Linked DNA regions of Mus musculus: all the other regions are linked to region 4. Evidence: chromatin contacts called from public HiChIP or PLAC-seq, Micro-C and promoter capture Hi-C data. All regions are on one chromosome and are shown on one strand. The core of a region is the stretch at or near the end of the contact, and the rest is flanking DNA. Distances in the headings are between cores, read along the strand shown. Region 1 holds the start of Fabp4 (fatty acid binding protein 4, adipocyte). Region 2 has its middle 19 kb from the start of Gm46832. Region 3 has its middle 7.5 kb from the start of Gm46832. Region 4 holds the start of Zfp704 (zinc finger protein 704). Region 5 has its middle 25 kb from the start of Tpd52.

What was found. Promoter capture Hi-C pulls out the DNA fragments that hold promoters and counts their contacts. A called contact is a pair of places that touch in the nucleus more often than the background predicts. HiChIP or PLAC-seq counts read pairs in DNA pulled down with a chosen protein or histone mark.
Region 1: a promoter capture Hi-C map of liver shows a contact between it and region 4, with 2.2 times the contacts expected there. The contact joins the promoter of Fabp4 here to the promoter of Zfp704 in region 4. A contact is called at or near these places in 5 of 39 promoter capture datasets (cranial neural crest, hippocampal neurons, liver and 1 more) and 1 of 9 other capture datasets (pancreatic islet).
Region 2: a Micro-C map of embryonic stem cells shows a contact between it and region 4, with 2.2 times the contacts expected there. The contact joins the enhancer-like site here to the promoter of Zfp704 in region 4. A contact is called at or near these places in 2 of 39 promoter capture datasets (embryonic stem cells and pre-B cells), 2 of 484 Hi-C or Micro-C datasets (both in embryonic stem cells), 4 of 115 datasets of contacts at active chromatin or transcription factors (craniofacial prominence, embryonic forebrain, embryonic stem cells and 1 more) and 1 of 9 other capture datasets (macrophages).
Region 3: a contact with region 4 is called in a promoter capture Hi-C map of the C10 cell line, with 6 times the contacts expected there. The contact joins the enhancer-like site here to the promoter of Zfp704 in region 4. A contact is called at or near these places in 5 of 39 promoter capture datasets (the C10 cell line, cranial neural crest, embryonic stem cells and 2 more) and 1 of 115 datasets of contacts at active chromatin or transcription factors (stem cell-derived neural progenitor cells).
Region 5: an H3K27ac HiChIP or PLAC-seq map of embryonic stem cells shows a contact between it and region 4, with 2.1 times the contacts expected there. The contact joins the enhancer-like site here to the promoter of Zfp704 in region 4. A contact is called at or near these places in 6 of 39 promoter capture datasets (cranial neural crest, embryonic stem cells, liver and 2 more), 1 of 484 Hi-C or Micro-C datasets (cerebellar granule neurons), 7 of 115 datasets of contacts at active chromatin or transcription factors (embryonic stem cells, forebrain and stem cell-derived neural progenitor cells) and 1 of 9 other capture datasets (adipose tissue).

The regions. Positions count from the first base shown.
Region 1 is chr3:10,206,816-10,211,126 of GRCm38.p6, forward strand. Fabp4 (fatty acid binding protein 4, adipocyte) reads right to left here and starts at 1,801. Exons shown (of 4, transcript NM_024406.3): 1 at 1,624-1,801. The coding sequence starts at 1,696.
Region 2 is chr3:9,006,403-9,011,078 of GRCm38.p6, forward strand. No RefSeq gene overlaps it. Among named protein-coding and RNA genes, the nearest start is that of Gm46832, 19 kb to the right of the region's middle. Within about 2 kb of position 2,064, at least 14 of the 459 cell types and tissues checked have an H3K27ac peak or open chromatin away from gene starts, as enhancers often do. A contact at or near this core is called in embryonic stem cells, where this site is marked.
Region 3 is chr3:9,032,722-9,037,465 of GRCm38.p6, forward strand. No RefSeq gene overlaps it. Among named protein-coding and RNA genes, the nearest start is that of Gm46832, 7.5 kb to the left of the region's middle. Within about 2 kb of position 1,825, at least 131 of the 459 cell types and tissues checked have an H3K27ac peak or open chromatin away from gene starts, as enhancers often do.
Region 4 is chr3:9,608,650-9,612,924 of GRCm38.p6, forward strand. Zfp704 (zinc finger protein 704) reads right to left here and starts at 1,436. Exons shown (of 9, transcript NM_133218.2): 1 at 621-1,436. The coding sequence starts at 1,070.
Region 5 is chr3:8,987,388-8,991,873 of GRCm38.p6, forward strand. It overlaps a transcript of Tpd52 not described here. Among named protein-coding and RNA genes, the nearest start is that of Tpd52, 25 kb to the left of the region's middle. Within about 2 kb of position 1,359, at least 59 of the 459 cell types and tissues checked have an H3K27ac peak or open chromatin away from gene starts, as enhancers often do. A contact at or near this core is called in embryonic stem cells, where this site is marked.

The sequences.
Region 1 (4,311 bases), core at 551-3,050, 600 kb after region 4:
AACTTTGTTTGTTTAGCTTCCCTGTGGAGGGTGAACAACTTAGAACCTTAGTCACCCTGTCGGCATGTTACACAGAATCCTTCTGTCTCGGGTGCACTGACTCCTTCAACACAAATGCTTAAATAAAGGCTATGTCTTTGACAAAAGGTGACCCAAAGCTAGAACTAAGGATGAACTGAGAGACAACCACACCACAAGATAAATGATGCAGAGGGTACGACTTAGTTCTCTGTCTAAACAGTACCACAGTGAGGAAATGGTGTGTCTCTGCCTTGAATTGTCACTCTGCCACACAGCACAGCATTCTGTACAATCAATCAGCGCAGGAAAGGGACACAGCACTGGGAAATGATTGCAGAGAGACCGTGCCGGGGACAAATAACAGCTTCACTTGTGTCTTCATTTTTATCTGACTGCAGAAGCCAATACCTGCCTACTCTGCCTTAATTACGGTTGCCAGTTCCACTCAGGAAATATCTACTGCCTTTAATCATGGGTCTCTCACAACTTAAGTAGTGTCATTATAATTTAGATAGGAATGGTAGCAGTATGAAATGTTTCAAGTGGTCAAGAGCTAAAAGTGTCTCAAGCCCTGGTATTTCTGGCTCAGTGCATAGTAACTACCACACTGAACAGTAAACAGTCGATGGGCTAAGTCATGCTGAAATTCCCGATATTCTTCTTGTCTGCAAACAAGACAACAATATTGACAGACAACCAAAAGTTCCCACTGTATAACTGAGGGAAGGTTTGCAGGTTGAGGGGAGTCTGTCCTAACGGAGATACTCTGTAATATGGGGAGGTCAGGAGAGAGGGCTTCAAAGCAGACGCTTCCTGATGAAGTACATCGCTGGCTGGGCGATGGCCCCTCTATACGGATAGGCAAAGCTGTTTGGCCACACAGCAGCCTGTGGGCAGTGTTGACAGGACATAGACCGTTGTGAGCCCATATCGTGGGAAGGGCAAGTTCTATGTGTGCTTTGCATGCCCTGCTTTCCTTCTGAATTACTCACAAATCTATGACATCACATATCACTCTAAACCAACGAAGAAACCTTTAAGTCCTTGAAGGAAAGTATCTCCGGAAGCCAAGCTTTTGTCAACTGTAAAATAATCACACATTCTTAGGCCTTGACATTGAGACAGAAAAGAATTTGCTAAAATATATTTTCCAACATGATTTGTTTTCTAAGAGGGGCAATATCATGACTTCAGTTTTAAGTAAAAGTTGCCCCCATCCTTTAAAAAAAAAAACAAACGGAAGGAATATTTTTCTCTTTAAATTATTACAAATTTTTCATGTAAAAGGAGATGTTGAAAACAGGCAAGTAGCCAAATGAACCTCAGAATCGCAAGCTTGGCAAAGAAGGCCACATCTTGTCGTTCTACAGAGAGTAAAAGATTGTCCTGTAGACTCTTTCTTGCGGGTTCACCTGGAGGGATCACGAGCTTGAAGCTTTGAGAAAACTTCTAGGACAGACTTTTTCTTGTGGCTTCTACATACACCCTCCATGCGGGAAGCAGCATTTTCTCCCACCACAGCTCCATCCTGTCCCCCCGGGCTGCAAGGCAGCTGCAAGCCCTCTCCCCAGCCCGGGGGACCCCGACCCCCACAGCACTCACCCACTTCTTTCATGTAATCATCGAAGTTTTCACTGGAGACAAGCTTCCAGGTTCCCACAAAGGCATCACACATTTTGTAAACCTTCGAGGAGGAGCTGTCTTCCAGGTGAGAAAGGCTGCAGCACAGGAGGGTGCTATGAGCCTCTGAAGTCCAGATAGCTCACTTTTAAAGATGCCCTGACCATGTGACTGTAGGAGTGACCAATGGGGGCCAGATCATTTCCTTCATGACCAGACCCTGTATGTTTTCCTCTGAGTCATGTTTTTAATAGAAATTTCTCAACTTTGGTTCTCCCTGGCAATGATCACTGGACTTAGAGTACAAATTATTTTTAACCATGAACAGAGTATTTTAAAGGTTCCTGTTTTGACTGTCAAAAGCTAATGCATTGAACTTCCCCCCATTATTCCTTATGGATTTGCCTCATTGTGGAGGAGACAATTATCTTGGACACATTTGACCTTCTTATCTTGAGTTTTTATTTTATTAATACTGCAATAATGTGTTTAGTTCTTCTGAATTTGAGAACATAAAAACTATCTTAGAGATTCTTAGTCTTAATGGCTCTTTTGTTAGAATAGTGTTTATCTCAGGAATTTTAACAAAATAAATAATGACATTTTAAAGTAGCCTAGTTTTTTGATTTTTGGTTGTTTTGTTTCCTTGGTTTTTTTGGTGGGTTTTTTTGTTTTTGTTGTTGTTGTTTGGCTTTGTTTGGTTTGGGTTGGGTTTTGGTTTGGTTTGGTTTTTGAGACAGTCTCGCTGCACAGCTCTGGTAGTCCTGGAACTTACTACCTAGACCAGGCTGGTCTCTAACTCAAAGAAACCTAGCTGCCCCTGCCTCTGGATGCGGGCTACAGCGGCCTAGATTTATAATTTCAAATATTTAATACATACTTAAAATACATTCTGCTCATTGCTCAGGAATGTAGTGCACAGATTTAATTACATTAAAAGTTAAGCCTTATTCTTCCCATTCGTAAATAGCCATGTAGTACTCATTTTTACAGACCCTTCAAAAATGGGTCCCAATGCAAAATATGTCCCTCATTTCATTTTTGAAATATATTGTAAGTTTTAATTTCATGCAGACCTAAAGATTGTGGGTTTATGTGAATGATCAGAAGTAATGTGGTCATGAATTATCAAAACCTGTTTTCTTCTTTGACACAGTGACTCATCTGAGATAGCTTTTATAAAGTAATCCAGTTTCTCAGCCTCCCTGCCTCACAGCAGAATGATGGGAGATGTTCACATGTACACCAGTGCCTGCGAGCACACCCACATTTCAGGGTGTTAGAGAGAGATGGACTGCTGTACAGGGGCTCGCTGAGAAGTACCTGCTCCCAAGTCCCTACCAGCCCCCAAAGTCTGGGGAAACAGACTCTGAAACATGATATTTTCTGTAGGAAAATGGGCTACTGTAAAAGTTTGATAAATTTAACTCACAGTAACAACTTTTAATCGCATCTGCTAGTGTCAGGGGAACAACTTTCACCCACTATGGACTACTCTCAGACTCAGGCTTCCTACTGGATAAGACCCCCTGGATTGCAACTCAAATAAAATAAGCGATTTTAATGCAGGAATAATTTTGATAATGTTCTAAATTGTTTTATTTGGAAACGTATGCTGATCCCTAACTTAGACATGTTCTCAAGCGATTAGCCCGCTGTGCTGACTGCATGTGGATTATAGTGCTATGGGTTAGACGTGCTGTAGAGCCAGCCCATGTAAACTTCTGCACTTACACAACTACTTCTGCCTCCGACAGGTGGCTAATATAACAAGAAAGCTCAACTTTAATTAAATGTAAAAATAAAATGTGTGAAACAACTTGAATTCATCAATCTAAATTTTTTAACTATAATTTTTGTGAACTTTAAATAATGAACAAGTATTTCAAAAAAAAGAGTCTGACTCAAGATGACTGTTAGTGTACAGTATGTATCACAGTTGAAGTTAATATAAAATGCAATGCATCGTGAAAATTTCTTACATTGAATATATGTTGGAATAACCATAATTAAGGCAAGCCAAGTGAAATATTTTACTAAAACTAATTTGTTTTTATTTGCTTGTTTGTTTGTTTTTACTTTTCTAATGTGGTTGCTAGAATTTCACATGTGCTCTGTGCTCTGTGCTCTGTTTCTCTTGGAACTGGTAGCGCAGCACAGTGACACCAAGTCCACCCGTTTATTCACACATGCCTTAGGCACAGGCTGACCACTGGGGATCCACGGAGCAAGGAACATGTTTCCCACACTGGGAAAGACGGTGTACAGGGGACAGTTAGGGACCCACTGTCCAGAGCATCCGCACAATGTAAGCTGACATGACACCAGAAGGGCCTTCCAGAACAAAGGAATTGTCAGCTGAAGATAGATGACAACCGCCACAACACTGGGGAACCGAGGAACTACAAGATGGCTGGCTTAGTGCCATGTGCAGTTAATTTCACTCAACTATGGCCATGGGGGGTATCTGTAAATCAGGGCAAACGTGTGAGTTTGTTCCTAGTAAGCAAAGACCAACCGTCAGGCAGTAACTTTTAGCCAGATTCATTCACTATGAGATACAATCGGATATCCCATAAGATATACCAAGGGAATCTTAACAGACCAGGCTCCTGAGGGTCCTGTTAAAGCAAAGTAAAAACAAAAACAAACAAAGAAACACCACAGGAG
Region 2 (4,676 bases), core at 814-3,313, 600 kb before region 4:
CTCCTACACCATGCCTGAACATTGCCATGTTCCTGCCTTGATGATAATGAACTGAACCTCTGACCCCATAAGCCAACCCCAGTTAAATGTCGTCTTTATAGGAGTTCTCAGTCATGGTGTCTCCTCACAGCAATGAAAACCCTAAGACATTAGGCTGGCCTCATAATCTTCTGTTAGCAGCCACACAAGTAGCCAGGACTACAGACAGGAAACCACAGCATCCAGGTGGGTACTTCTATAAGCTGAACCATTAATGAATTTATAAGAAACAGTAGATTAGTTTCCCAAAACATTAACTGAAGCAAGCACAAGTATTGAAGAGAAGAGGAAAGAAGGTATAGATGTATGGTATGGCAATTTTAGCCTGCAGAAGACACTAGGTTTGTTCTCTGGCCCAGTCACTAAACAAATAAATAATGGGGGAAGGAAGGGAGGGAGGGAGGGAGGGAGAAGGGAAGGGAGGGAGGGAGGAAGGGGGAATGTGGTATTCTGCCCTATCATGCATACCTCCCTAAACTGACAGCCAGCAAAAATCACACCAAGTAGAAGACATTGGAAGCTTCCTGAAGTGGCAGCCCTGAGTCTGGGGTATGGACGGGGAAACAGGTAGTAACGCAGATGCTGGCTTTCTCTGCTTCTCTCCTTGACTCTGCATTAGAGCATCAGCTACTCCTTGACCACACTTCCAACCAAGAGTAGCCATCGAAAAGTTTATCCTGGGAAAGAGGCCAAAAGCCCTGACAATGTATGGAAGCCTGCCAAAGCAGGAGCTTTCATAATGCATGCCTGCAGAGGCTCATGGGTCTAGAGAAAGGGTACAGTGTGAACAGAGGCATCTGTTTGATAGTGAGGCCTCCTTCCCCACACACACTGCAGTTGTTTTCTAAAGCTAGGAGCCCGGGCTGTGGTCTTTCAGGAGACCTAGAGTTGCCAGATAAAATACAGGACACCTACTTCAATTTAAATTTCAAATACATAACAAGTGTGTTTGTTTGTTTTACTACTAGCTTATTCCCCCATAATATTGCAATATATTTTACTGAATTTTGTTTTCATTATTCACCCAAAATTCTTAGGCATCCTAAATATTTTTATTTGCTAAGTGTGCTGACCCCAGGGCAGTTCTGACTTGCTGGCTAATCAAGAGGCAGCTCAAAGCACAGTCTGGAAGTCATCATAATCCAGAAGACCAGCCTTCCCTGCATGGACGTGAAAATTCAAGGCGCTAAAGGGCTAAGAGGCCCAAGAAGTCAAGACTGACTTTGGAAAGAGATCAATTTAGTGTCGTGTATTAACACTGGATTGCTTAAGGCAATATTATAGCTATCTCTTATATCCTCACAGGTGTATAAAAGACGGTGGAGATGAAATGAAGAAGTTAGAAATGTACAGAAACAGGTATTGCCTGGGAAGAGTACTTAACAGTAATGGAGGTTTGACGTGCAATCCCTAAGGAGGAACGGGAAATGCTCTCACCGCATTGATCTGGGCTATGTTGATAAAAGCTATAGACCACTTAACTCCCCTTGTATGTTTTTAAGCCACTCTGCATTCTGGGCATTTATCAAGCTACGTTATGAGGGCTGGGAAGGAAGAAAACACAGAAGCAGCGCAGCCCCCTTTCTCCTGAGCATCTGCTGTTGCTGCTGTCAAGGGGTCTCATTTTTCCCATCTATCCTGAAGACAACCCAGAGCATAAATATCATCACTATCTTAGAATCATTGATAATATTGGTTTTTTGGTTTTGCTTTTGTTTTGTTTTTGTTTTTTTCAAGACAGGGTTTCTCTTTATAGCCCTGGCTGTCCTGGAACTCACTCTGTAGACCAGGCTGGCCTTGAACTCAGAAATCTGCCTGCTTCTGATTCCCGAGTGCTGGGATTAAAGGCATGCGCCACCACCACCACCACACACACACATACACACACACACACACACACCCGGCAAGCTCAGCTTTCCTAAGTATAAGTTCCAGTTGCCTGCAAATAGGCTAGGCTAGGACCACAAGAACAGGAGCAGTGCTGAATACCCAGCATGGCCACTGCTCGCTCAAAGGCAACGCTACAATACTGTTACTATGTAGCTGAATCAGCACTGGCCATCACTATCCTGGGCCTCTCACTGAAATGTCTCTGGTTCAATCTCCTCATCTCTAAAATCTGTGGTCATGCTTTACGATAAAACCACCACATACCAAAAGTATTTAAAATGTACTCTACTGACATAAAATTTATATACCATAAAATCCATTCTTTGGAGAGTTCACTGGTTTTAAGTTCTCTTCCCAACTTATATCCATGCTTACTCCTCCCCAAGGCTACTAAAGTTACAGTCAGGTGACAAGTCCACAAGGACAAAGAGTACACAAAGTTAAGTGATGCTAATTGATCTCCCAGGGCTGAGCACTGGGAAGCGGGCAGGGGAGGAGGCCATGCACATTCACAAACAAGCATCAGGAGTTGGTGGTACAAAAGAGAGTTCAAAAAAGAAAAGAAAACAAACAAAAAACAAGGATAAACCCAGGCGTGTAGTGCACACCTTAAATACTCAAGGGATCAGGATAGGAGCGGGAGAATCACAAGGTCAAGATTATCCAGGCCAGCCTAGGCTATCTGAGGCTCTGTCTCGAGAATGGGGAAAAAGCAAAAGGATGAGCTGAAGGGCTAACAGGAAGTGGGCAGTCCCTTCTTCCCCAAAAAGGCGGTAAGGAAGAGAGATGTGGGAGGCACACAGACAAAAGTAACAATTAGAAAAATAATAATTCACAAGGGAAAACAACTATACATATTGAAGGAAAAAAATGGACTTTTGAAGTTGTCACTGTTACATTCAAGATGAAAAACATTCTTTGGTTGGTGCATAACTCAGTGTGTGTGTGTCCCCTTGCACAGCAAAGATGCACAAAAATATGTGAATCCTGCCAGGCAGCAGCGCTGTACACCTTAATCCTATCACTAAAGAAGCAGTGGCCAGCCTTGTCTACAAAGTGAGTTCCAGGACAGCCAGAGCTCCAGAGCTACATAGAGAGACTCTGCCTCAAAAGTAAATAAATAAATAAAAACAAATGTATATATTGCATATATGTGTTGCATATAAATATGTTGAGTGCATGTGTGTGTGTGTGTGTGTGTGTGTGTCCTAATCTTCAGACCCTGTGACAGGAAAAACAACTTTATAAGGTAAAGCCAGAGATGCTGAAACAGGGAAACTAAGCTAAGGAATTTTGCCTAAATTATTTCGTAGGCCCAATCTAAAGAGCCAGGCATAGTGGTACATGCCAGGAGTCCCAGCTCTAGGCAAAAAGCAAATTAAAAACAACAACAACAACAAAAAACAAAACAAAACAAAGGAGTCCCCTCTGACTAGAAGCTGAGACATGCCACAAAGAAACACAGAGTGTAGAAAACATGAGAGGAAGTTGACCCTCTGTTATTATTTCAAGATGGATGAAGACAGCCATGAGCCAAGGACTGTAGAGATGAGCTAGAAGCTAGAAGAGTTCCTGACTGACATCCATCAGAAATCAACCTCTGCCAATGACCTTAACAAGCAAAGCACTGGGATTTCTCAAGAGTCTCCAGGAAGCACGCAGCCCTCCGAGGGCCTTGTTCTGTACATAGCAGAGCACTGATTGTCATAGTTATAAAGTGGCATATGATTCAACCTACTATACAAAGTAAATTTCCAAAAGGTGAGGCAGAAGATAGAACTGAAAAATAGAGAAGAAAATTACAAGACTGATCCAAGAGGCCAACCGTCCAAAAGGAATTTAAGGAAGAGAGATGGGACAGAATTTCCAGACTGAGAGCATTCGCTGAGAACCCAGAGCAAGGTGCACACTCAGAACAATGGAGACAAAGACCCCACAGTGTTAGAGATGAGGGAGAAGCCCCATGGACAGCAACATATGTCACTGGTGCTCTTGAGAAATGAAGATAAGGTGCTTATGAAGGAAGATAAAATATTGTAACTTGTGAGTTGTTTAGGAGCCCACTGCCCCGGCCTGGGACTGAGAACAAAGCAGAACAGCCCCCAGGCATGGTTGTTAAGGCATTCCTAAGAACATCTTGACTGTAAAGATAAAAAGGTATGCAAGGACCAGCAGGGCTATATTATCTAAGTCAACACCATCTGGCCGGAACCTCCCCTCTGTCTATTGCCCCTTGACACCGGGTAGTCATACATCAACTGGTTGCTATGTGAACAAAGATGAGCCCCCAGCCCACAGGAACAAAGTCCTGATGCCCTTTCTGTTAATGTTTGAATAAGCCAATAGTGTGTCGCTATGCTGAATTCCACGCCCCTAAGCCCCTTACCCCATAAAAACCCCTAGCTTTCAAGCCTCGTGGCCGACATTCATTATCTCCTGTGTGGGATGCATGTCAGTCCGGAGCTCCGTAATTAAACGTCCTCATGTAATTACATCAAGAGATGGTCCTTCGTGATTTTTTGGGTGCACACCAAATCGGGAATTGGGTGGGGGTTTCCCAACTAGATCTAACACTTATGAGTTCAAGGTCACCCTCAGCTATACAGAGTTCAAAACCAGCGTGGTGCACATGAGACCCAAAATAAAGCAGTGAGGAAGAATAAGACATACACATCTGTAATCCCAACTCTTAAGAAACTGAGGCCAAGCAGGCCTTGGGCACAAACTCCGAAGCCAGACCCACAACA
Region 3 (4,744 bases), core at 575-3,074, 580 kb before region 4:
GCTTTTAAGAGAAAATAGCTGGCCATAAGTCTATCTCTATAATCTAGTGGTCTAGTGGTGATGACCCCAAGCTAATGGTTAATGTCTCCAACTGCAAGCTGAACCCGTTCCTTTGCCTCTCAGATGCCGCCGTCCTTTCTTAGCCCCAGGAAATGGGAATAGTAGTAATTCTCACTTGATGGCACTGCTGTGAGCATCGTGTGGATAAAGGACACATATCACTCCATGCAGGTGAGCAGATGACCAGACTTTCTCCTCCATCTCCTCCTCTTCTCTTCCCTGCTCTGACTTCTGTTTCCAGGGACAAGAAAGAACATGAACAGATCCAGGGTGTGATGTGAGACGGTGTTCACCAAGTGCCCATCAGATAAGGAGAGCAATGCAAGGATTACTTCTTGTCCCTTCTCAGGGGAATCCTGAAACTTGAACAATCACACCCTTGCTGGCTTTGTGGTACACATCTGTGGTCTCAGGATTGGCAGGCTGAGTTTGAGTCAGCCTGGGATATAGAGTGAGATACTCCCACACACACCACACACACACACACACACACACACACACTCCACATACCATACACACATACTCCTACACACACACACACCATACACACACACACACACACACCACATACATACACACATACTCCTACACACACATACACCATACACACATACCCCTACACACACACACACACCACATACATACACACATACTCCTACACACACACACACCATACACACATACCCCTACACACACACACACACACACACACACACACACACTCAGACTGATCAGGAGACATTTCAATTAAAAGTCAATTTGAAGGACCAAGCTGTACCTCAGTTGTAGAGTACTTGCCTGGCATGCATAAGACACTGGCTTCAATTCAGAGTACCACACACACAAAAGTAAATAACTCGGAGAACTACTTTGTGACGGTGATCTAATAACACATGCAAGGAGTTTCTCATTGTATTTGTCTGATTGATGCTCCAAACATGTCTGTTGTTCAAGATGGCAGCTCCCTAAAAGCCTGCCTGCAGGCACAGTGAGTGGGGGTTCTTTCAGGACGGCCGGCCCGTCATTCTTTAGTCTGCTGGGAGGACTAGGTCAACACTTCAATTTAAAAGCTCTCTCTCCTGACCACATGGCAACAGGCAGAGCAGCAAGCAAGGTTTTACGTTCTCTCCTGCAGGGTTTCAATTGTTGAAGTTCTGTTGTTTATCATTTACGTCCGTTTTTAAAAAATGCGTGAAATAGTTAGCAAATATTTCACTTCAGCTGTGAAGCAAGGCAGAGGAATGACATCACTCTGCCCGTCATTCACTGTCCCACTGGTGTAGAAAGTGCTTTACAAGCTGGTAAGTGCGCTTTCCGGTTGCTGGTGCAGAGTCAGATGAAGATAAATCTTCTCGAGGGAAGTTAGGGAAAGGCAGTGGGCCATTAGCTGATATTTCTGGAACACTATTCTCGTCTTCTCTAGAGGACTGAAAATGGGCACGGCAGTGCCGGCAGGATGCATGGGTGATTATCCAACATAAAACCTCCGTGGTATCCCTTCTCTGTCTATTGAGTCACAAGAAAACTAAACAAAAGGCATACCAGATTATACACACCTTAATTGTGTTACGAATACAACTTGCGGCATGATGATGTCTACAAACAGGAAATCACACTACAGTTAAAAGCAAGAGTGCAATTATTTTTCAAGCCATAAGCAGGGGCGGCTAAGCCGGGGAGCCACAGAGAGTATGGCAAGCTCCAAATCCAAGCAGACAAGACAATAATGGCTTCATTATATAAGCTGCACGACAGATGGATCTCTTTCTAAACACGTGGCCTTCTCCCACCCCACCCCAAGGCGATTATCCAATGTCACGCCCTTCTAAAGTGGTACTAAACAGAGACAACACTGACAGCCAGCAACAGCACTCTGACGTGCAGTGAGCTTTAGGGCTGATTTCTCTCCCTCAGCAGGAGTTTCAGCTTCCGGTTTCTGTGGTATCTTCACAGTTTCAGAGCACTGGGCCAAAGGGCACTTTGCAGTCAGTGTCTGCATATACCTTTCAGACTTGCCATCTGATCCTTCCAGAACAAAGTGTGGTGCTGAGCTTTGAGGTGTTCTATGAAGGTCAAAGGTCAACCAGCTAGCTCAGCACCAGACTGTGGAAGTCGGGGGGGGGGGGGGGGGGGGGGCAAGCAGGGCTCTTGCTTTAAGAAGTTTCTTACCTACTTCTGTTTCTCCTCCCTTCTTCTTCCACTCTGTCAGTCCTCTTCATATGCTTTGTCTGTCGACAACTGCATACAAGCATGCAATGTGTCGACAACTGCATACAAGCATGCAGTGTGTCAACAATTGCACACATGCATACATGGTATTTTGATGATACGTGGCCCACTCTGCACTCACTTTCTCTGAGCCTCTTCATCTCCCAGATAGTTCTTGTTGTGGGGGAGAAGGGGAGGTGGGGTTTAGTTAAGTTTGTTTATATATAAGTATGGGTTGTTATTTTTTAATTTATTCATTTTATGTGCATTGGCATTTTGCTTGCATATCTGCCCGAGGATGTCAGATCCCTTGCAACTGGACTTACAGGCAGTTGTGAGCCACCATTTGGTTCCGGGAATTAAACCCAGGTCCTCAGGAAGAGCAATCAGTGTTCTCAAGCCCTCTCTCCGGCACCCCTCCCCCACATACCCTTTGTTTTTGTAACTGGAGCATGGGCTCCCTCATTTTAGCTGATTCTCAGCAACTCTAGGAGCCAGAAACCAGCAGGAGAGATGTAGTGTGAAATATCAGTCCTAGATGGTTTAAACCTATCTCATTTTTGAGACTGGACCTTCCCTTGCTAGTACACTGTGGCGGGTGTTTCACTGTGTCGGTCTGTACTTCAACCACAGATGCTGTGTCTGCTGGTGCCAGGGGATTGGTCTCTTTTCTCTCCTGACCTTTCCCTTCTCCATGTCCTTTACTGTGGCCCCACAGTAGCTATACATGGAATTTCTATACCATGTACTTTCATGACCCCTCAGCCACGACCCTAGATGGAAATAGCATATTTAGCAAGAGAGAAATATGATAACCGTACTGTGTGAGAAAAGAATCTATTTTCAATAAAAGGAAAGAAAAAAAGAAAAAAGAAAACCCCCCTGGTGCCTGAACACATGTCGTAAGGAGTGAGTGAGGTGTTCTTGAAATGCATGGACCGAGCCAGGCGTGGTGGCGCATGCCTTTAATCCCAGCACTCAGGAGGCAGAGGCAGGCAGATTTCTGAGTTCAAGGCCAGCCTGGTCTACAGAGTGAGTTCCAGGACAGCCAGGGCTACACAGAGAAACCCTGTCTTGAAAAACCAAAAAAAAAAAAAGAGGGAGAAAAAAAAAAGACAAAAAGAAATGCATGGACCCACATGTCATGTCTTCATCAGTATCCTCTGTAAGATGCTTTAATAGCCCAGTACATGTAAGAGCAATTTGAAGCAGCTTCAATCAATACTGAGGTAATACATAGCATGTAATAATGGAGTACGCCATCAACCCCACTTCAAAAAGTCCTAGCAAAAGAAATCACTCGGTTGATTATCAGTCACAGCCTGGACTGCAATCCCGCAGGTCTTAATTCTAATACTTACGTTTTATATTTTTATAGTGTTCGTCATGAAAACTCTCCCAGGGATAATGGATTGGATCTGTGTTTACTTTTCTGTAGACTGGCATGATGCTAACTAACAAGGTACTAAATTTTTCTTGAATATGCTTAGCTACACATTAGATGGTAAATGTGACTCCCGGGGCTTGAAACAGTGTAGGACTAAATCCATAGCTAAGCTTATTTATCAAATGTTGTCAGCATAATCGATGCACTAACCATATTCCAGAGAAACACACCTGCTCGTGCAAACGGTGCTGTCTGCTTCTGCAGAGAGAGTGCATTGAGTGTGTCTCAGCAAAGCATAGAGGCTTCTGCCTGAGTCAAGCTCGAACTGAGTTCCAATTTGCAACACTCACAGCCTTTGTGTTAGCGGCATTTTTTTCTGTTTTTGCTTGTTTGTTTGTTTTCTAAAGACAGGGTTTCTCTGTTTAGTCCTGACTGGCCTGGAACTCGATCTGTACACAAGGCTGGCCTTGAGCTCAAGAGCTCCACCTGCCTCTGCCTCCCAGTGCTGGGATTAAAGGCGTGGGCCACCAACAGGCAGCTGCAAATTATGGCTCTGTGCTTTTGTTTTCGTTTTGTGAGAGCATTTTCTCAATTGAAGTTCCCACCTTTCCGATAACCCTAGTTTGTGTCAAGATAGTCACTGTTTTATTCCTGTGAAGAGACATCATGACCAAGGCAACTCTTATTTTAAAAAGCATTTAATTGGAGGTTTGCTTACAGTTTTAGAGGGTTAGGTTAGTCAATGGTCATCATGGTGGTAAGCAGCTAAGCAGAGTAATGGAGGGGTAGCTAAGAGCTTTACGTCCTCCACAGGCAGCAAGCAGAGAGAGAGCGCGCGTGCGTGCGTGCGTGCGTGCGTGCGTGCGTGTGTGTGTGTGTGTGTGTGTGTGTGTGTGAGAGAGGCGTGTGTGTGTGTGTGTGTGTGTGTGAGAGAGAGAGAGAGAGAGAGAGGCGTGTGTGTGTGTGTGTGAGAGAGAGAGAGAGAAAGAGAGAGAGAGAGAGAGAGAGAGAGGCGGATGCAGGCACACTAGGCCTTGCCTGCACTTTTGACTTCTCAACACCTACCTATAGTGACACATGTACTCTAAC
Region 4 (4,275 bases), core at 186-2,685:
ACCCCTCTCTCTCCCCACAACACAAACACCTTCCCCGCCTTCCTCTTTTGTAATCTTAAGGGGGCGGAGGGTAAGTGCTTAGGATGTCCAGTTTAAGGAGGGCGAGGAGAAACACGGGGATGGGGGAGGGGCAAAAAGCTCGCGGAAACCAAGGTCTAGGTTGTTGCTGCACAGGCTCCCAACTCCTTCACAAGTGCCTGTGATGGAACCGACCAACAACTGTTCTCAGGTGAAAGGAGGTGTTGCAGGTTGCTGGCTAGTTTCCAGAAGCTTGAACAAGAGAAGGAAGACTCCTGCCTCCCCAGAGCAGAATAAAATATCAATGCCAGGCCGATCGGGGCTCCGACCTCGTCCAGCTCCCAAGTTCCCCACCCTGCCCAGAGAAGCGCTCCTTCCTTGCCTACCGGCACGCGGGACCACGCATCCGCCCGGCCTCTGAGCACCGACAGGCCGCCGGGCGCCGCTGAGCCGCTGAGCCGCTGAGCCGCAGTTCCGCGCGCTGCCCACCGCCGCCTGACACACCCCTCCCGGCCCGCGCCGCTGCGCTCGGCCTCCCCGGCGCCCCGGCGCCCCGCCGAGCCCGCTGCGCCCCCCACCGATCCCCGGCACCTCGCACGCACCTTCACCGCGCCTCGGGCGGGGCCCTTGGGAAGCGCACGGCCGGGTCCGAGGGGCACGAAGCGCTCCTCAGCGTCCTCGTCGTCCTCGTCGCCGTCCACCACCTCGACAACCACCTCTTCGTCCTCTTCCTCGTCGTCGTCCTCCTCCTCCGCGACCCCTCGGGGCTTCTCCGTTACCCGCCCGCGCGTCCTGCGCCTTCGGCCCGCGCCCTCCTCGTCCTCGTCCTCCTCGCCCAGCAGCAGCAGGACCGGCGACGAGGCGGCGGCAGCGCGCGAGGGGCCGGTCCCGCGCGGCGGCGGCAGCGGCGGCCTCCAGCTTCCCGGTGCGGCGGCCGGGCTGGGGCCGGGGGGCGGGAGCCCCAGAGCGGCGGCCTCGGGGGCGGGAGCGGGCGCAGCGCCCCCGCGGCGGCTGCCCAGGCTGGGGCGCTTGGCCAGGCGCCTGGCCTGCATGCCTGCGCCGGGCTTGCGGGCCGGAGCGCCGGGCTCCTCGCGGGCTGCGGCTGGGCCCGGAGACGCGCGGCTGCGGGGCTTGCGGGGCCGCCTCCCGGGCTGGCCGCCGCTGCTGGCTGGCAGACGCGCGGACGCCGCCTTCGCTGGCCGGGCCCGCGGGGACGCCGGCGGCTACGGCGGGGCGGCGCGCCGGCCGCGGGCGGGGGTGGGTGTGAGCGAGCGCGCTGCTCCCGCTGCCGCTACCTCCGCCTGCGCCTCCCGGGAGCCGCGGGCTGCGCTGCGCTCCATGCGGCCGGCGGCCGGGCCGGCGCGCGCCTCTCCGGGCCCTGCGCCCGCGCGCTCAGGGCCTACCGCGGTGTCCTGGGCGCGAGCTGTTTGTGTCGTGTCTTCACCGCCTCCCCCTCTTCCCCAGTCCTCGCTGCCTTCCTGGTCTCCGTTCAGACAAAACCCGGACTGGATTTTTTTCCCCAGACCCGCGCTCTCTGAAAATCTGCCGGCTTCCCAGCAGTTGGCTGGGACACTGAGGCCACCCTTGCCCCTGGGCCCATGTCTCCCTCTGGTGGGAAAAGCGTAGGTTTAGACGGCAGGAAGGTGTTTGCTTAAGAGATTTGCTCAAGAGTGGTTCTCAGATGGCGACCACTGGTGCTCAAGTGGAGTTCGACCAGGTGTGCCAACCCCAGGTTTGGGGTCAGTTCCCAGCCTGAGTCCTCAGTCATGGAGATTCCTGCAACATTTCCCTGGCCCTCTCTACCAGGTTCCTTTGAGCACCAGGTTGTAGGCCTTGCCTCATGTTCTCAGCTCTGTGCAGGTTTGGCCCTCCTATGTGTTTCTTCCAGTTTCCACCTGAGGTCCTTACCTGGTGATATGATATGGGCCGAATTCCAAAAGTGTTCTTTCTGCTCTTGGTTTGGTCTACTGGCACTGTCCCAGTCTAGAGAAAGCAACACACCAAGTGGTCAAGATTGTTATTTCAGCTTTTTATATATGTAAGCTAGCAGAAGGCCAGTTTGCCATGTTATGAATGACTGCTGCTTTCGGAGGGAGTAAACCAGACATTCTGCATCCAGATCATGCCCCTAAATTCTATAGGTTTTGGCTAGGGCTAGGAGGGCCTTATTCATCAACAATTGAGTAAAAGGGTGTCCACATGGCCCATTGTTCTTGGAGATTGAACATCACGTGGCTTGCTAGACATGTGATGGGGCTCATTAAATGTTTATTTGGGGTACCTTCCAACCGCTAAAGAGGGATGAGGACAAGGATTCTAAAATGAACTTTGTCCTCCCAGAAACTGATCACCCGTCCAGAAAATGCCTGTTTTAAGTAATCACATCCAAAAATAGTGGTGTGTTTTAAAGCCACCTTGTTCTCACTTCCTGTGAGGCACTGGCCCACAGGTCCTGTCCGTCCTTTCTGAAATGCCTTTCCGTCAGCCCTTCCTTTCGAGTCCCAAAGCTCTGCTAACACCTCCCCACAGTGAAATTGGAAGTGCGTACAGTCTGAAGAGGAGGTGTGCACACATGCAGGTGTGCACACATGCACTCCCTGCCCCACTTCAGATACCACCCCAGAATTTATCTCCCTCAAAGTGCATTCAAAACACACCGTTTCTAGTGAACTTTTCATCTGTAAATATCCTGTTCAGGAAATTAGAATGAGCAAACCTTGTTAACTGGAGCATTGTAATTTATGGGTGTGTCTTGGATGTAGCTAGACCCTCCCAGAAGCAAGTGAATTGTTTCCGTGAGCCTAGAAAGAGTAGCCCCAGGCAAGGAGCGAAGCTGCTCTCCTCCAGATTGAAGATAGTGGCTTGGTTGATCTCATGAGATGATTTGGAGAGAGGCAGCTAAGTATATGGGTCTCTGGCAGAGGTGGGCAGGTGGCTCAAGGACCTGTACGAGGGGTGCAGAAGAGATCTTATCGACTGTTTCAACTAACAGCACAGCTGTCATGGTCATCAGAACAGCTGTGATCCTTGCATGCCATCGGGCTGATTGGCTGTCCTTAGGAGGAGTGGGCACAAAGCCTCTCCATGAGACTCAGCCTGTCCCCCAGCCACTTGTATGGAATTTTGCCCGAGTGGCACTTGTCTCTGTCCCAGCAGAGATGCTGGATTACAGAGTGTGGAAGGTTAACTGAAGGGGAGACACCCCCCCCCCCAATCTCTGCAGCTGTGGGTAAATCATTCATGCTGGGTAAGACTTTCTGGTGGCACAACTGCTTTGGGCTCACCCATGTTCTTGTAAGTCCTCCTTCATGTTTCGAAGTAAGCCCAATAAAGTCACTGCTCCCTAAGGGGTTTAGTGGGACTGTGTTCATCATCTATGTCATGACAAAACTTCTCCTGGGGAGAGAAAACACACCTATCAACTTACCCCAGATAGGGAAGCCATGACACACTAAAGTTTGGATGCCATCAAAGTCCATCTTGGTGAACTTGGTGAATGAGTGTTACTGGATCACTTACAGGAATATGGGCAAGGGCTTCTTCCAGAAGCAGGAAAGGCTGAGTTTGCAGCCCTGAGAAGGTATGGACGGGTAATAGCTTCTAAGGGAGGAAAAGGCAGTTGTCTGTAATGGTGTGACTCCAGGTCAGCCACACTCTAATTAATGGATAGCCCCATACCCAGGAGTAAGTTTATGAACAGCAAAAGCTAAAGTTGATGGGTTATTAAATTTAGACAGGTCACAAAGTTGGGGTGGGGAGATCTGGAAGGAGACCAAGGGAAGAGTTGGGGGTGAATATTATCAAAATAGCTTGCATGAAAGTTTCAAAGAACTCTTATTTTGTAGACTAATGAGTTAATATATACAGTCATCTTTAGAGTCTTATATGTAATCAGTTTAATAGAAAGCCACATCCTGCTTTTTTGTGCATTCCATGGGTTCCTGGGATGGAACTTGGAAGCTCAGGCTTGCTCAGCTAGCACCTTTACCTAATAGCCTGACTCCCTCGTCCACACCTACCCTTCCCCTCAGGGCTACAGGGATCAAACTCAGCCTCCTGCTCCTCTCCTCCAAGCCCCAGGAGAAGGAAGGCTTAGGTTGGCGTGCACGGTGAGCTGCTGAGCCCTTGTTGGAGAGAGACGTAGAGAACAATCGGGAAAGACAAGTGAACATGGCTAAAAGGTGTCCTGAGTGCTAGAGAAGGCAGAAAGGAGTAGAGTGGCAGTGCTTTAACATACAGAGATGCTGGTCCCAGCTT
Region 5 (4,486 bases), core at 109-2,608, 620 kb before region 4:
TTGTCTTCTGAAAGGTGCACACACCAAATGATCTTTATATGATTTATCCATCCTTACGGAGTTAACGGCAAGTAAAAAGCATGGCACCTAGCATGATGTCAGACGCCAGACATGATGCCAGACGCCGGAAGTGACGGCAGACGCCGGAAGTGACATCCTTGTATCAGTACTTTGAGGTGATGCCAAGTCTCCAGGCAAGCAGCTTTCTGTATAAACAAGAACCCTGTGTCTCAGTTACTTCAAAGCAGAATGCTGCAACTCTGGGGTTTCTGGGGCACCTTCTGAAACATATCTGATTAGCATTAATAGTTTAAAGAAGGAAAAAACAAAATCTTCCCTGTCAACCTGACACACACAAATCTGGACGTATCTGGGAAGTAGGATTGTGAGTTGAGTTGTGGCTATCAAACTTGCCTATAGTCAAGTCTGTGGGTCATTTTCTTAGTGACTGATAGGGGAGATCTCCTAGGTAGGCGGGCTTGGGTGCATAGAGCATGCTGAGTGAGATGATAAACATCACTCCTCCCCCAGTCTCTGCTTCAGTTCCTGCTTCCAGGTTCCTGCCTCGACTTTCCTCAGTGATAAACGTGGAAATGTAAGATAAAATAAACTGTCAGGTGTGGAGGACCACATCTTTAATCCCAGCATTTAGGAGGCAGACACAGAATGTCTGGGAATTCAAGAACCAGCCTGGTCTATAGAATTCCAGGACAGCCAGGACTATGTAGCGACCCTGTCTCGAGAAAAAGGAAGAAAGGGGAGAAAGGGGAGAAAGGGGAGAAAGGGGAGAGAGAGAAAGAGAGAGAGAGTGAGAGAGAGAGAAAGGGAAGGAGGGGAAGGGGAAAGGAAAACCTTTTGTTAGAGAAGCAGGGAAGAGAACAGCCTACCGAAGTTGGATGCACCCTAACATAACTGACAAGGTCACGTGAGCAGAAATAAGCCACAGAAGCACCAAGGCAGGAATACAAACCTTTTATGAAAATAGCCGGGCTGGCAAGATGGCTTAGTGGTTAAGACTGCTCTTCCGAAGGTCCCGAGTTCAAATCCCAGCAACCACATGGTGGCTCACAACCATCCGTAACGAAATCTGATGCCCTCTCCTGGAGTGTCTAAAGACAGCTACAGTGTACTTACATATAATAAATAAATAAATAAATCTTTAAAAAAAAAAGAAAGAAAGAAAATAGCCTTCCTCAACACCATTCTTCAAAAGAATGTTCATCATACTGCAGACCTCAGAGGATGTCAGAGGGTGTCTTAGGAGACAAAAGGCAAGCACAAGCAGGTTCCAGGTTCCCTTTGAACGCAGGAAATCTGATCCTTGAAGGACGGCCAAACAAAGCACCCAGTGTTTCAGGGAAAGGCCTGTGATTAAGAACTTGAACATTGACCTGACAGGGTGTGTGCAGGAGAGGGAGAGAAATGTAGTGAGTGGAGAAAATGACTTTTATTAGCATGGTCTGAAGCTTCTGTTAGCACCTCTACCCCTTGCTGTACACGTACAGCCAACCCAAGAGTAGGAGAAGTGTTTAAGCATGCTGAGGTTTCAGTAAGACACTTAAGGCTGTGAGTTGAAGCAGGAAGGTCCCCCACCAGCTTCGTTTTAAATGCCTGCTCCCAGTCTGTGACTCTATTTTAAAGGGCTGTAGAAACCTTAGAAGGTGACCTTGCTGGCAGAAGTAGGCCATCTGGTTCCTGCCTCACTTCCTCCTCCTGATAGAGGAGCCTGCCTGCCCCTGTCCCTCGGCTCCCCTACAGGAAGGATCAAAATGCTCTGAAACTGTGAGCCTAAGTAAATAAACAAACTTTCTTCATGTAAGTTGACTCTGCCAAGCATTTTGGCCACAGTGGCAGAAAAGTAAACTGATATGCTTAATTAATTGATAAAATATGAAATTTTTAATTTTATTCACTTATATATAAACATAAGACTATATTGTAAATTACATATAAATATATAAATTTTATATATTGCATATAATAAAATACAATGTTATACATAAAATATATTGTATTAATTAATTCTAAAATTAATATTCTTGATTTATTTAAATAAATTTGCATAAATAAAGGTTTTAAAATATGATTTCCTATTAAATGCATTATTGCTATGCTTTCCTATCTGTTTCTATACAACAGATACAGATAACTCATGGTGAAAACGGAAAAGAGGTGAAGAGTAACTTCCTAGAAGCAAGCAGATCAGGAGTTCAAGTCCAGCCAGAGCTATATAATGAATCTGAGGCCAGATTTGACTCTATAAGACATCACCACCTCCACCACCACCGTAACCAGCACTAACACACAAAAAAATACATGAAATGCAACTGCTTTGATTTTCTAATGCCCACAAGGTCAGCCATCCTAACATGGAAGGTGAAAACTGCTCAATGGTAGAACCAGCAGCAAGTTTGCTGTCTCCCTAGGGAAAATCCTTCCTCAGCAGCTGGAGAGACGCACAGAGCCTCCTCTGCACTGGCCCATCCTTTTTGCCCTTTCCCCACTCCTAGGCCTCAGAACTTCTCTCTCCAAAACAGCACCAGCAAAATTTGCTCCACTGGTAACATTAATAGATAACTCAGAATGCCAAGGCCAGATCCCTTAAGATTCGGTTTCTGGACTGGGAGATGCCTGGGTCAGCAAAGGGCGTGCCCTGGCAGTCCGAGGATCTGAGTAAGACCCCCCCCCCCACTCTGATGTAAAAAGCTGGGTGGGCATGCTAGCGCATACATGCTAGCATACATGCTAGCGCATACATGCAACCCCATCTGTGGGAGGTGGAACCAGGCAGATCCCGAGACTCACTGGCCAACCAGCTCAGCCTGTTTGGTGAGCTCCAGGCCAGTGAAAGACATCCCCAAAACACCCAGATGGCCAGTGCAGAGGCAGCAAGAGCTCAGGCTGGCCTCTGCCTCCACGTGTGCACATACACACCTTGAACACATGAACACACATTGCTGTTTTTTAAGTAAACCAGTTTCATTTTGGCAACCCCATTTAGACAAAGGGTTCCGACATCAATAGCAGGTGATAAAATACTGCAGTCTTACTTTCTGATGTTGGAGAACTCCTTACACCCTGTAAACTTTAAACTCGGCCACCAGTAAACCGGAAAAGATCACGGGACAGAAACTAGGACTTTGAAAGCATTTGATAAAAGTTAGCATCATCAGCAAATAAAAATGCTTTCTGTTCTACACAGTACTGACTGAAAAGAATTAAAAACTTCAAATTCTCCAGACACTCCAGAGTCCAAGCTGTCCCCTGTGCACTGTCTGAGCCCCCTCCCACCACTGCACGCGCACAGCACTGCGCCCCCAGGGAAGCCTCCGGGGTATCCACCTATTCAGAACTCAAGAGCAGGTACTGACAGTTGTGGGAAGGGGGAATGGCTACATCTAAACACTGAAAGCAAACAGATACTGTTACTGCCGAAAGGAAAGTGTGTCTGAGTGGGCCAACATCTGGGAAAGGGGAACACAAGGATGAGAGCCTGGTGCCTCCAGGGAACCAGCAAGACTGGAGGGGATAACAGGGCGGACTGCAAGGCAGGGAGCATCCATGCTGGACATGACAATTCCACAGGGGCCCACAGCCTAGGAGGGACAGGGTTACAGTCACTGACTCACGGCTTCCGCAATCCCTTTAGGAAAGATAAATCTAAACTTCCTTATATAACGTCTAACAGTGGTTTTCCCTTAATCATGACACCTTTAAGTCAGGAAGAGAAAGGAGCCACAATGGTTCCTTGTTTCTCTACTGGCCCTGAGTGCGATATTTTTAAATTCCCAATCCTTTCAAAAGTTTTGTCTATATTTAGAAGCATCATATGTATATATGCAACAAATTTAGCCTTGAAATAACCAGGACATTAATAATAAATGAACAAAGTTAACAAAGCAGGTTTCTGGGAATGTTTTATTACTCCTACTGAAAAAAAAAAAAAAATGTTGGGCATAGTGGCACACGCCTTTAATCCCAGCACTCAGGAGGCAGAGGCAGGCGGATTTCTGAGTTCAAGGCCAGCCTGGTCTACAGAGTGAGTTCCAGGACAGCTGGGGCTATGTAGAGAAACCCTGTCTTGAAAAAAAAAAAAAAAAAAACCTCACATAAAGCATATTATTAAATAAATGCATAAGTCACTCTTGCAAGTGGAGAAGATCTGGAAGAGAAAAAGGAAATTGGGAGAAAGACAGGGAGCAAGAAGCCTCAAAAGGCATGTGCTTAGAGCACACGGGGACATGTTGTCCAGCAAGTTTAAAAAGTGGATGCTAGCTGACTATCTCAGCGTCTCAAATCCACTGTCTACAGAAGATCTGCAAGGAGACTGTAACACAGAACCAAAGGAAAGCTGCTCAATCCAGAGAGACGTCCGGCTGTCTCTGCTCCGAATGGAGATGTTCAATCTTACTGAACCCCTGAAGCAGAGGGCAGAACCATCCATTTCTGGCCATTGGGGCATGGAGGCTTCACAGCGAGCTATGAC